2 separate regions of the Sus scrofa genome follow, and region 2 is linked to region 1. A link is a contact called in public Hi-C data. All regions are on one chromosome and are shown on one strand. Each heading gives the region's core, a stretch centred on a gene start, on an enhancer-like site or on the middle of the called end of the contact. The rest is flanking DNA. Distances are from core to core; before and after follow the strand shown. Region 1 has its middle 6.9 kb from the start of NR3C1. Region 2 has its middle 300 kb from the start of NR3C1.

Evidence for each region. Hi-C and Micro-C count contacts between places; a contact is called where the count stands out from the background.
Region 2: a Hi-C map of liver shows a contact between it and region 1, with 7 times the contacts expected there. The contact joins two enhancer-like sites. A contact is called at or near these places in 1 of 5 promoter capture datasets (liver), 4 of 47 Hi-C or Micro-C datasets (fetal skeletal muscle, liver and skeletal muscle) and 2 of 2 datasets of contacts at active chromatin or transcription factors (alveolar macrophages and skeletal muscle).

The regions. Positions count from the first base shown.
Region 1 is chr2:144,934,212-144,938,942 of Sscrofa11.1, reverse strand. It overlaps a transcript of NR3C1 not described here. Among named protein-coding and RNA genes, the nearest start is that of NR3C1, 6.9 kb to the right of the region's middle. Within about 2 kb of position 1,317, at least 8 of the 83 cell types and tissues checked have an H3K27ac peak or open chromatin away from gene starts, as enhancers often do. A contact at or near this core is called in liver, where this site is marked.
Region 2 is chr2:145,228,372-145,233,325 of Sscrofa11.1, reverse strand. No RefSeq gene overlaps it. Among named protein-coding and RNA genes, the nearest start is that of NR3C1, 300 kb to the right of the region's middle. Within about 2 kb of position 3,310, at least 9 of the 83 cell types and tissues checked have an H3K27ac peak or open chromatin away from gene starts, as enhancers often do. A contact at or near this core is called in liver, where this site is marked.

The DNA of each region.
Region 1 (4,731 bases), core at 68-2,567:
AAGATTTATCAACCTCTCTTCTAAAATGTTAAAGCTGAAAACGACAACCTGTGTGGCAGACTATACGTTGTAGGTGGTTAGGGAGGAAGCAGGGAGGGCCGTGGTAGCCAGAAGTTTGCTGGGTTATAGTAGAGGCCCTCTTTTATGACATGGCAAAGAATAACGAGATCCTGGGAAGTAAAAACGAATATCTGTGCAGCACAAGGGGACTGAGTGAAAGAGTTTTACAATGAAAATGAGCGAAAAAAATCTACTGTAGATTGGGATTGGGATGAACAATTGCTCCCTCTACATGGGCAAAAAAAAAAATTATTATTATTATATTTTTGTCTTTTTAGGGCCGCACCCGCGGCACATGGAGGTTCCCAGCCTAGGAGTCTAATCAGAGGTACAGCTGCTGGCCTACCCCACAGCCAAAGCAACGCCAGATTCCAGCCGCATCTGCAACCTACACCACAGCTCATGGCAACTCGGGATCTTTAACCCACTGAGCGAGACCAGAGATCTAACCGGCAACCTCATGGTTCCTAGTTGGATTCGTCTCCGCTGCGACACGATGGGAACTCCTATGTGGGCAAAAATCTTAAAAGTTCTAGATGAGGAGTTCCTATCCTGGATCAGCGGTAACGAACCAACTAACATCCACAAGGATGAGGGTTTGATCCCTGGCCTCGCTTGGTGGGTTGAGGATTCCATGTTGCCCTGAGCTAAAGTATAGGTTGCCGATGCAGCTTGGATCCCACATGGTTGTGGCTTCGGTGTAGGCCAGCAGCTGCAGCTCCCATTCCACCCCTAGCCTGGGAACTTCCATATGGAGAGGGTGCAGCCCTAAAAAAATAAATAACTAAAAATTAAGAAAAAAATAAAAATAAGTTCTAGATGAGTAAGAAAATGTCTGAGTATTTGAGTTTGTCATGACATGTTACCAGTTTTGGGGGTTCCCTCTCCCCTCTCCCAGGGCAAGGCCATCAAGCCTAGCTGTCTCCATGTGCTTCAAAGAGACGGACTTGAGCTCTAGAGCTGCCTCTGCTTCCTTATCTCCTTCCACATGCTGCTCCCAACTCCATCCCTTAGGGACAGCTTTCTGTGCCCTCACTTCCCCCAACCATGGCGCCTTCTCAGCCTCCGCCAGCAGGTCTTCCCTTAGCACAGGCTGTTCCTGAAAGTCCATCTCTTCCAGGGAGCTGCTACATGGCTAATTTGCCTTCCTTGGCCTCCAAAACGCTTCTCCTGTCCCACCATAGCCTCCCACCTCCACTGCCACCTGCCCAGGCCAAATCTCCACCTTCCCCGCCCCGCCCCCTCCTGCTTTCGGTCTTAGCTCTTAACACCCAGGCTCCAGACTGCTTGTGGAATGAGCTTTCCTGTAGTAAATGAGAGCCCGTCCTTAGTCAGACTGCGGATAAATGTTTAACAAGAGCCGGGAGGGAGTATCTCTGTATCCATCTATTGCACATTTTACTGATAGAAAGAATGCAGAGAACATTATTCACCAAAAAATAATAAAATATACAACACTTTACAATAAATCCCACTGATTTTCACTGAATGGCTTGATTGATTTTTGCCAAACTCTAATATCTATAATCAACCTACAGCTGCAATTCAATTGTGTTTGGCAAAAGCAGATCATGTTTGGTTAATATTCAATTTGGCAAAGAAGTTGCTCATGCCACTGAAGTTCAAACATGAACCATGGTTGATTTTTTTTTTTTTTTAATTAATGAAGGAGATGAAAGTGAAACAAAAAGGTGGACACGTGGACTGCACTTTGTTAATGCCATGAGTGCTTCTTTGTTGATCCGATAATAGTTTTCACGTGCTGGAAAACTATTCCTCCATTTTTTCGTGATCATAAACGAACACACTTTGCAATTCAATCTTTACTGTTAAATTCTCTCACTTTCTTAGGTTTAGACAATCGGCAAAATGAATCAAGCTCTGATTTACATGGTTTTCCAACTTCTGTGGTGTAAATACTCCACCACGACTGGTTTCAAACTGCTGAAATGACATCTTCGAATGCAGAGTGGGGGAAAGATGTGTCCCATCATTATCGTTATGTAGGAGAGCTGGTATACAGCGCAGACAGAAGTAACCTGAAAACATAGCTAGTCGTAAAATAACTAAGAAGTAAAGTGTGGAGCATTCATTACTTTTGTTTTTAAAGGATTATTTTATTTCATTATACATTTCTAAATAATTTAGTTGTTAATCTTGGCCATGATTAATGACTGACTTACCAGAATTCCGGAAAATGTAACCATTAGCTCCCCAAGTGGGCACAGCTGGCTCCACACACTTCTCCGTTGCCACTCCTCTGCTGAAACCCTCAGACCACCCATTCCACTGATGACCCCTATTTCACTGATTATGCGGAGAATGCGCTAAGAGAGGTCATGACAATGTCTGATAAAATTAGTCATTACTTTGGTTGTGGTGAATTAGTGACGCAAAATTCTGCATATCCCTCCCTGTTCTCCCAAGCTTGGTGTTTAAAAACTACTTTTGTATGCATGATCCTCTGTGACTTACAGATTCCTGTGAGATTGTTGGGGGGTAGATATTAAGCTTCTTTACAGGTAGAAAAACAAAGCATAGAAGAACAGAATGACTGGCCTCAGCCCATTCAGTTAAGTAAATGACAGAACAGTATGTCAGATGCAGGTCTTATACTGAAAAACAAGGGGCTAGAGAAAATATGATTGGCTAATACAGACATCCCATTAAAAAGTGGTAACAAATGTCCTTTCTAACATTCCCTAGTTTGCTGTGAAACATGGTCATATCTTGTTAAGGGATCCCTACACCAGGATGTTTTGATCTTTTAACTCCACCATTTCTAACTTAGGATAAAATAAAGCCCAGTGTGACCTAATAAAGAAATAAGGTATTGGCACCAAAATGGAAATGTAGGTTCTCAAAATGAGCTGAGAGGTTCCACCTAGAAATGGAGCAGATTGAAACAATCTCTACCAAAGAAACATGGGACAGAAAAGGAGATTAAATCAGAAGAGGAAGAAAGCTAATGACATAATGGCCAGCCACAAATGCCACAAATGAAAAACAAAGTACGTAACACTTGTTAAAATTATTCAGTGCACTTGCTCCAGTGTCTCCAAACACTAAAAGCATTAGGTTCCTGCTCACGGCAATGTTTATCTCATTTATCTGCTGATATTTACCTCTTCTTTGAATCAGGTATTGTTTACACTAAGTTCTGCCAGCATCAAGAATATACACTTAACACGACACTCAGGCATATCATTGCATGAGTACAAATTGTGATATTTTAGGTTGCTTGGATGAAATCATTGAAAGCATCATGAGAAGCAGCAAAACACCAGGGATGCTGGTAACAATTTAGCATTTCCCAGTTCATGTGGGAATGTTAATTCCAATTACAAAAAGACATGCTAAAGTGGAATTCATTAGGATTAAGAACTTGCTGTTCTAAGTGTGAATTGTTTATAAAAGGCATGTCTGGTATAAAATGCAAATACTGAAGCAGAGAGAGATGGGGCATTCAGAGCTCAGCTGGGCTCCCTTGAACCTCTTCCGCTATAAAGTTAAACAAGAATAGAAATGTTTCCCAAAGTCAAGTTACCATTTTAAAGAGGCATCTAAGGGCTGGGATAGCTGCAGGAATAATTTTTCTCCGTTGTAAATTCTGACAACCCTCCACAGCTTCTCATATTGGATTAAGAGAACATTAACATATTCAGTGAACTGTCATATTCACAATTATTAAGACATACAAAAGTGATAAAAATTTGATTCCAATTCACAAATCTAATATCATAGATTTAATGTGGGGTGTGAGCGGTTAGAAGAACAGAATAAGCAGAAACTACAGCAACAGACAGGGAATCATGCATGGGCTGTAGGAAAATAAGTTACAAGGTATCCGTATATAAAAGGAAAGACGTGTGATAAAAGCAAAAGGGTGAGTGAATGTGGTATACCTGTGCCCTTTCTTCATCAGGGTCTCTCTTAACCAAAAGGACTGCATGCCTGCATCTTAACAAATTCAGTTTCTCCCTTCTCCCTGGAAAACATACTGATTGATGCCCAGGGTGGGGTGAACGCTGGGGTCAAGTTTACTTCCTATATTCTACACATGGCTGTTTCCACTAGTTACAATCTTTGTTTATCAACACTTCCTGGTGTTCCCCCCCCCCCCGCCGCCCCATAAACATGTTGATTCCATTTGTGTTGTTTTTGTAATTGATTTAATTAAATATTAAGTAACATGATGAAATATGAGTAATAAAATAGATAGTTGTGGGTCTATAAAACCCAAATGGAAAAACACCCTATAAGCAGTTGCTGTCAAACTAGGTGGATGAGTCATAAAAATTTAGAAATCTACATACATTTTATTTTGTAAGTATTTTAATTTCTTGCTCTACTTTAAACTGGGGAAATAGTTAATACTACATATTAGTAATAATTACTAATGATGATTGAACACTTAATATATCCCTTCATGTATGTTGAACTTGTTTAATAACTTAATTCTATTATCATCCCCATTTTACAGATGATAGAAACTGAGGCACAGAGAGCTAGGTTGCCCAAGATTACATTCTGCATAGAGGTAAAGGCCAGCCAGCCAGTCTGGCTCTTAACAGTTATGCTGTAATGATACAATGGGGGTGTAGTTCATACCTGAATGAAGACACGAACTCTGGTCATTGGGATCTCAAAAACTTTAGCCCTTCATCAAAG
Region 2 (4,954 bases), core at 2,061-4,560, 290 kb before region 1:
GTGAGAACTTGATTTCCAGGCCACCCGTGGGCTTCCCCACCGGGCTTACAGCAGATGCCTTACTGGCATCCCCTAATGATAGCTGACAGCAGACTCTGGAACACACCTCATGTGCCAAGTGTGATGCTAATAATTTTAGAGCTAGCATCTCAGCATTCACAGTATCCCTGCAGTGAGCACCCTAGTGATATCTCCACATTACAGATGAGGAAATTGCGCTCTGCAAACGCTCAGTAACCAGCTCCAGGTCACACAGTTGGAGTCCCAAATCTGGCAAATCAAGTTCATGCCCTCAACTCCGGGCAAACCTTCTGATGCTCTTTAAACTTCCTCTCACTGTGTTAGTTACTTGTTTAGAGCTGAGCTTTCCCCACTAGACTGTAGGATCCTTAAAGGCAGGGACGCTGGCTTAACCATCTGTCTCATAACCGATATTTAATAAATACCTTATTCATTTATGCTCTTGGTGCCAAAAATATAGTACTTAACATATAAAAGGTGTTCTCATTGAAAGTAAGTAAATGAAGGAAAGAAAGAGGGTGTGAGTGATGGCTACTGAGGCCAGAAAGAAAACTCATTTCCTATAGACTGGTAGCCAGTCTGACTGTGCTTTCCAATGGTCAGTTCAACCTAAGTGAATTAGTCTCCAAATGGAAATGACTTGGCCTTGGCCAGTCCTCTACTATTATCACAGGACTTCAGTCACTTCCCCTTTGAGGTAATTTTCCCTATTAAAAACATAATCAAAGAAATTCAAACAAAACCAAGCCTCGGATATTATTTACATTTCTCTCGTCCAACAAAACTCAAGACAGTTCTTTCTGGTCTCGTTTTTGCTGGTTTTCAGCTAACCTGACTTTTTAACATTTCCCTCTAAGATAACTTCATGGATGTCCCAGAAAATTCCACTAACACAGCAATTAATTCAGTCTCCTGACAACTAGACTTCAAGCTTCCCCAGGGCCAGCTGCTAGGCACTCTAAATATGTGGGGCATAGACATGAGACTAAAGAGGCAAATGCATCTTTTCCCAAGAGGGGAGATTTTCCTGAACAAAAAAAAAATTAAACTCTGATTCACTTCAAGGAGGAGGTGGTTTCCAGCCGTCTGGAGAGGTAAAGAATGCACATAACTAGAGGTGTGTTTGGAAAGAACCTGTTTGGGTAAGGAGAGAAGCCCAATGTGGTATCAAGCCTCTACTTGCAAAAATCAACTGAAACAAGTCCACATTCAAACAGTGGCGGTTTCTTCGAGCTCAGCAGAGAGTTATCCATGACTCACGAGAAAGGCTAAATGTATATGTTGCCTTGAAAACAAGTTTTTCACATGTGGAAATGAATTACTAAACCTGTTGTGGACACACTGGGTGATATTTACATTAAATCAAACATATTCCACCAGTACCATCCACATCCCAGTGGGAGGATTTGCTCCGTTTTTGTTTCTCTGCTGATCCCTAGTTTTACATTCAATTCTCTGAATAGACAGGGATAGACACAGGATTGTTTTACTAAAATCCCACCCTGGGACAGGTACCCTTGGCTGCCCAGCTCTCTGCCTTTCTTGTCTGCCTGCCTTGCTGGTAGAAGTCTGATTGCGTGGGCGTTCATTCTCCAAGTGCGTGTGTGGACGGCCAGGGGAATGAATGTTAAGTAGCCAAAGCCAAGCCTGGAAGTCCATGCTCCTTACCAGACACTGGTGTGAACACAGGCTGATGTAGCTAACGAGATGTAAATAGATGATATGAGCAATGCATCACAGAGGATTTTTCTTCCCTATTAAAAAGGCATGTGAGAGGAAATGCCCAAATTACTTTATGGCTGGATATCTTACATCTTGTCCTGCACGAGATCCTGTAGTTTTGCCATCTTTGGCTCATGGTAGCCATCTTGCTACCAGGAGAACTGAGCGTTTCCCGCATCCTGAGGGCAGCAGGAAGACAGCAAACACCGCCTTGATGACAGTGTCACATTACCAAAATAATCAAACATGCTTACAGACTTCTTGCAGGATAGGAGCCTCTTCCTGTGAAGAAACAGTCTTGGGCCCTGTAGTTTACTCGCTCAGCTGATACAAGTGGGTCTGATCCCTGTTTTAAGGCAAATTCTCTTAAATGTATTACCTAGCGTCTTTTGAGACAGTGAGGCCAACATGGTAGACAGTTACACATAAATCAAATGCAACACTCCCAAACCCAGTAAGAATGCATAGTTTACAGCAAAAGTTGGTAAACCTTTACAGTAAAGGGCCAGCCAGATCTTTAAAATTTCTCAACTTTGTGGGAGAAATCTCTGTTGCAACTCTATAACGCTGCCAATTTAGTGTACAAGCAGCCTTAGACATATAAATGACTGGACATAGGTATGTTCCAATAAAACTTGACTTTCCGAACCAGGCAGAGGGGCAGATTTCACTTTCAGGGTGTACTCTGCCAGCCCTGGTCCAAAGTCCCCAAGAGGTGTCTCCCCATGTGATGAAAATCCTTCCTGACAGCTTCGTCGTGGGATGTGGGCCCGCCTACTTCCCTGGTTCTGTCTGGTACTCCTCTTTGCCTTCACACCAGACCCTCTGGCCTTTGTGTTCATGAGTCAGACTTTTCTCCCTCCCAGTTCAAGGCCTGGCCATTGGATGATAGCTTGACCCAGAACACTTTCCCCTGGCCCTTGTCCTGGCTAGCTTTTTTCTCATCATTCAGGAGTAGACACTAGTATCATTTTCTCAAAGGGGCTTTTTCTCAGCACTTTATCTAAGCATCCCACGTTCCCTAGTCACTTTGCTGTTGGGCGTATGCTTTATCTTCTTTGACTGTATCAGTGCCCATCCCATATCCTCATCCTCAACTCCCATACCCATTAGATAAAAAGTTTCTTAAGGACAAGGACCTTGGTGATTTTGGTCACCACTCAACTCCCCAAGTCCAGAAATGAAGTAGTAAGTAAATATTTATGGAAGATTGCATGAATGAAACTCTTGTGGGCTCTTACTGACGTAAGGAAATGATTTAGAGTTAGCAAATGAATGCAACAACAGTCCGTTCCTAATCCTACAGTATACTGGTTTCCACACGATGGCTCATGCATGCCTCCTTTTAGAGTTAAGTTTTCTCTATCAGTAGCAAAGTATGTTATCTCTAAACACATAGCTCGATGACTAATAGAAAAGTTAATAGTTAACAATGGACACCCTGGGGCCAGAAGTTAAGAAAAGTTGGGAAGAGGGCATTTTGTTATTCTGCCAACCAAATAATTCTCTTGGAAACACTAAAATAGCCTGTTTGTCACATGGTGAGCTCATTAGGGTTTTCTTTCCATGAAGAGTTTAAACAGGTAGCCTTGGCCTAGACCCAGATCAAGGCCCAGAGCCGACATTCTGCTCAAAGTTCAAGCTGTGTTTTGGGAGCTAGGAAACATCTGCTTTATTGAACAGTGCAAATGAGGGACAGGAGATCCCAAGATTGTGTGAAGGATCCTTTTTGCTGTATAAAATCTCACACACTCATTTTTCCACCAGGCGTCTGAGCATAGGAAAGGATTGCTTGACTTTGCTGACCCATAAACAACCTAGCACAAAGGGTACTTAGAGATGGAACAACGCAATTGGAGGAGTGAGGGGGAATGGGGTGACAAGTATGTATGTTTGGGGCTCTTTCCTGATGTGAGTTAATACTAGGTTTTTCAAAGTTTGGGGTCGTCATCTCCACACGTCTCCATGTGAGTCATCCTACCTTAGCCATCACCTGCCTGGCTGTGGGCCGGCCCTTCTCAGACCAGGAAATCAAGTTATAATACAATTGCTAGCATTTGGCTCAGCTTCTTTTAAGCCTTCTCATTAAAATCTGTGAGTCTCCCTTGAAACTCCCTCCCAAATACGTCTTTTAAAATCCCCCAAGGGACACAGTGGAGAACAGAAATGTCCTCGAGAAAAGGGAAAAGAAAGAAAAATGAACAGAGCTCTCATTAATGCTTTTCTTTCCATTGGCTCAGAGGGTCGCTCCCCAGTGTTGTGGAAGCTCATGCTCTCCATTTCCGGTGGAAGAAGGGCCTGTCTCTGTGGCTCAGGGAGTAGAGATGGAGTCAATAGGCACAGGAGCCCTGGCCATTTCAGCTGGCCACACCCAGGGGTCCTGTGTTTATGGGGCAGACATCCTGATCCACAGGGAAAAGCCTGACTGTTTTGGTCCAGCGCTGGAGGCAGCAGGGAGAGCAAACAAAATACACAAAATAATGTCCATACCATGTGGGTACTGCATGCCACTGGGGTAGTCCCTGCTAGTGCCAGCCAAGTATGACCACCTAAGAATACAGGCCCAGAGTTGCCAGATCTTCTGATTCTTCCCCCAAGTCCAGAAATTTTTTTTCCAATTTTCTAGATGTTCTAAATGTTGGAGAAATTAAAAAAAAAAAATGGCTCAAGCCTCATAGGTCAACAAGGCAAGATTGGGCCTCTGGGTTGCCTGGCTTAAGTCACTGTGCCCTTGCCACACAAGTCCATATAGAGACACCAGTGAGCTGGGATGTCCTAACTAGCATCACCTCCCTGGGGGGTGGGGTGGGGGTTGTAGCACATTAAGAGCCAAAGCTTCTGAATAGATGCTCCCATCTTGACCAGGACCAAGAAAATTCTTTTTTTTTAATTGAAAAAAACTTAAATTGAAGCATAATTGATATACAATATTTTATTAGCTTCAGGAGTACAGCATAGTGATTAGGCATTTTATACAATACAAACCGATCACCACAGTGAGTCTGGTGACCCTCTGTCACTCTACACAGTTGCTGTGGCATCAGCGACTATGCTCTTTATGCTGTGCATTACGTCCCGATTGCTTATTTTGTAACTGTAAGTGTGTACCTCTTAATCCTCTTCACCTGTCCTACCCAACTCTGCATTCCTCTTTTCTCTAGCAGTCACTAGTTTGTTCTCTATATCTGTGAATCTCTTTCTATTTTGTGTT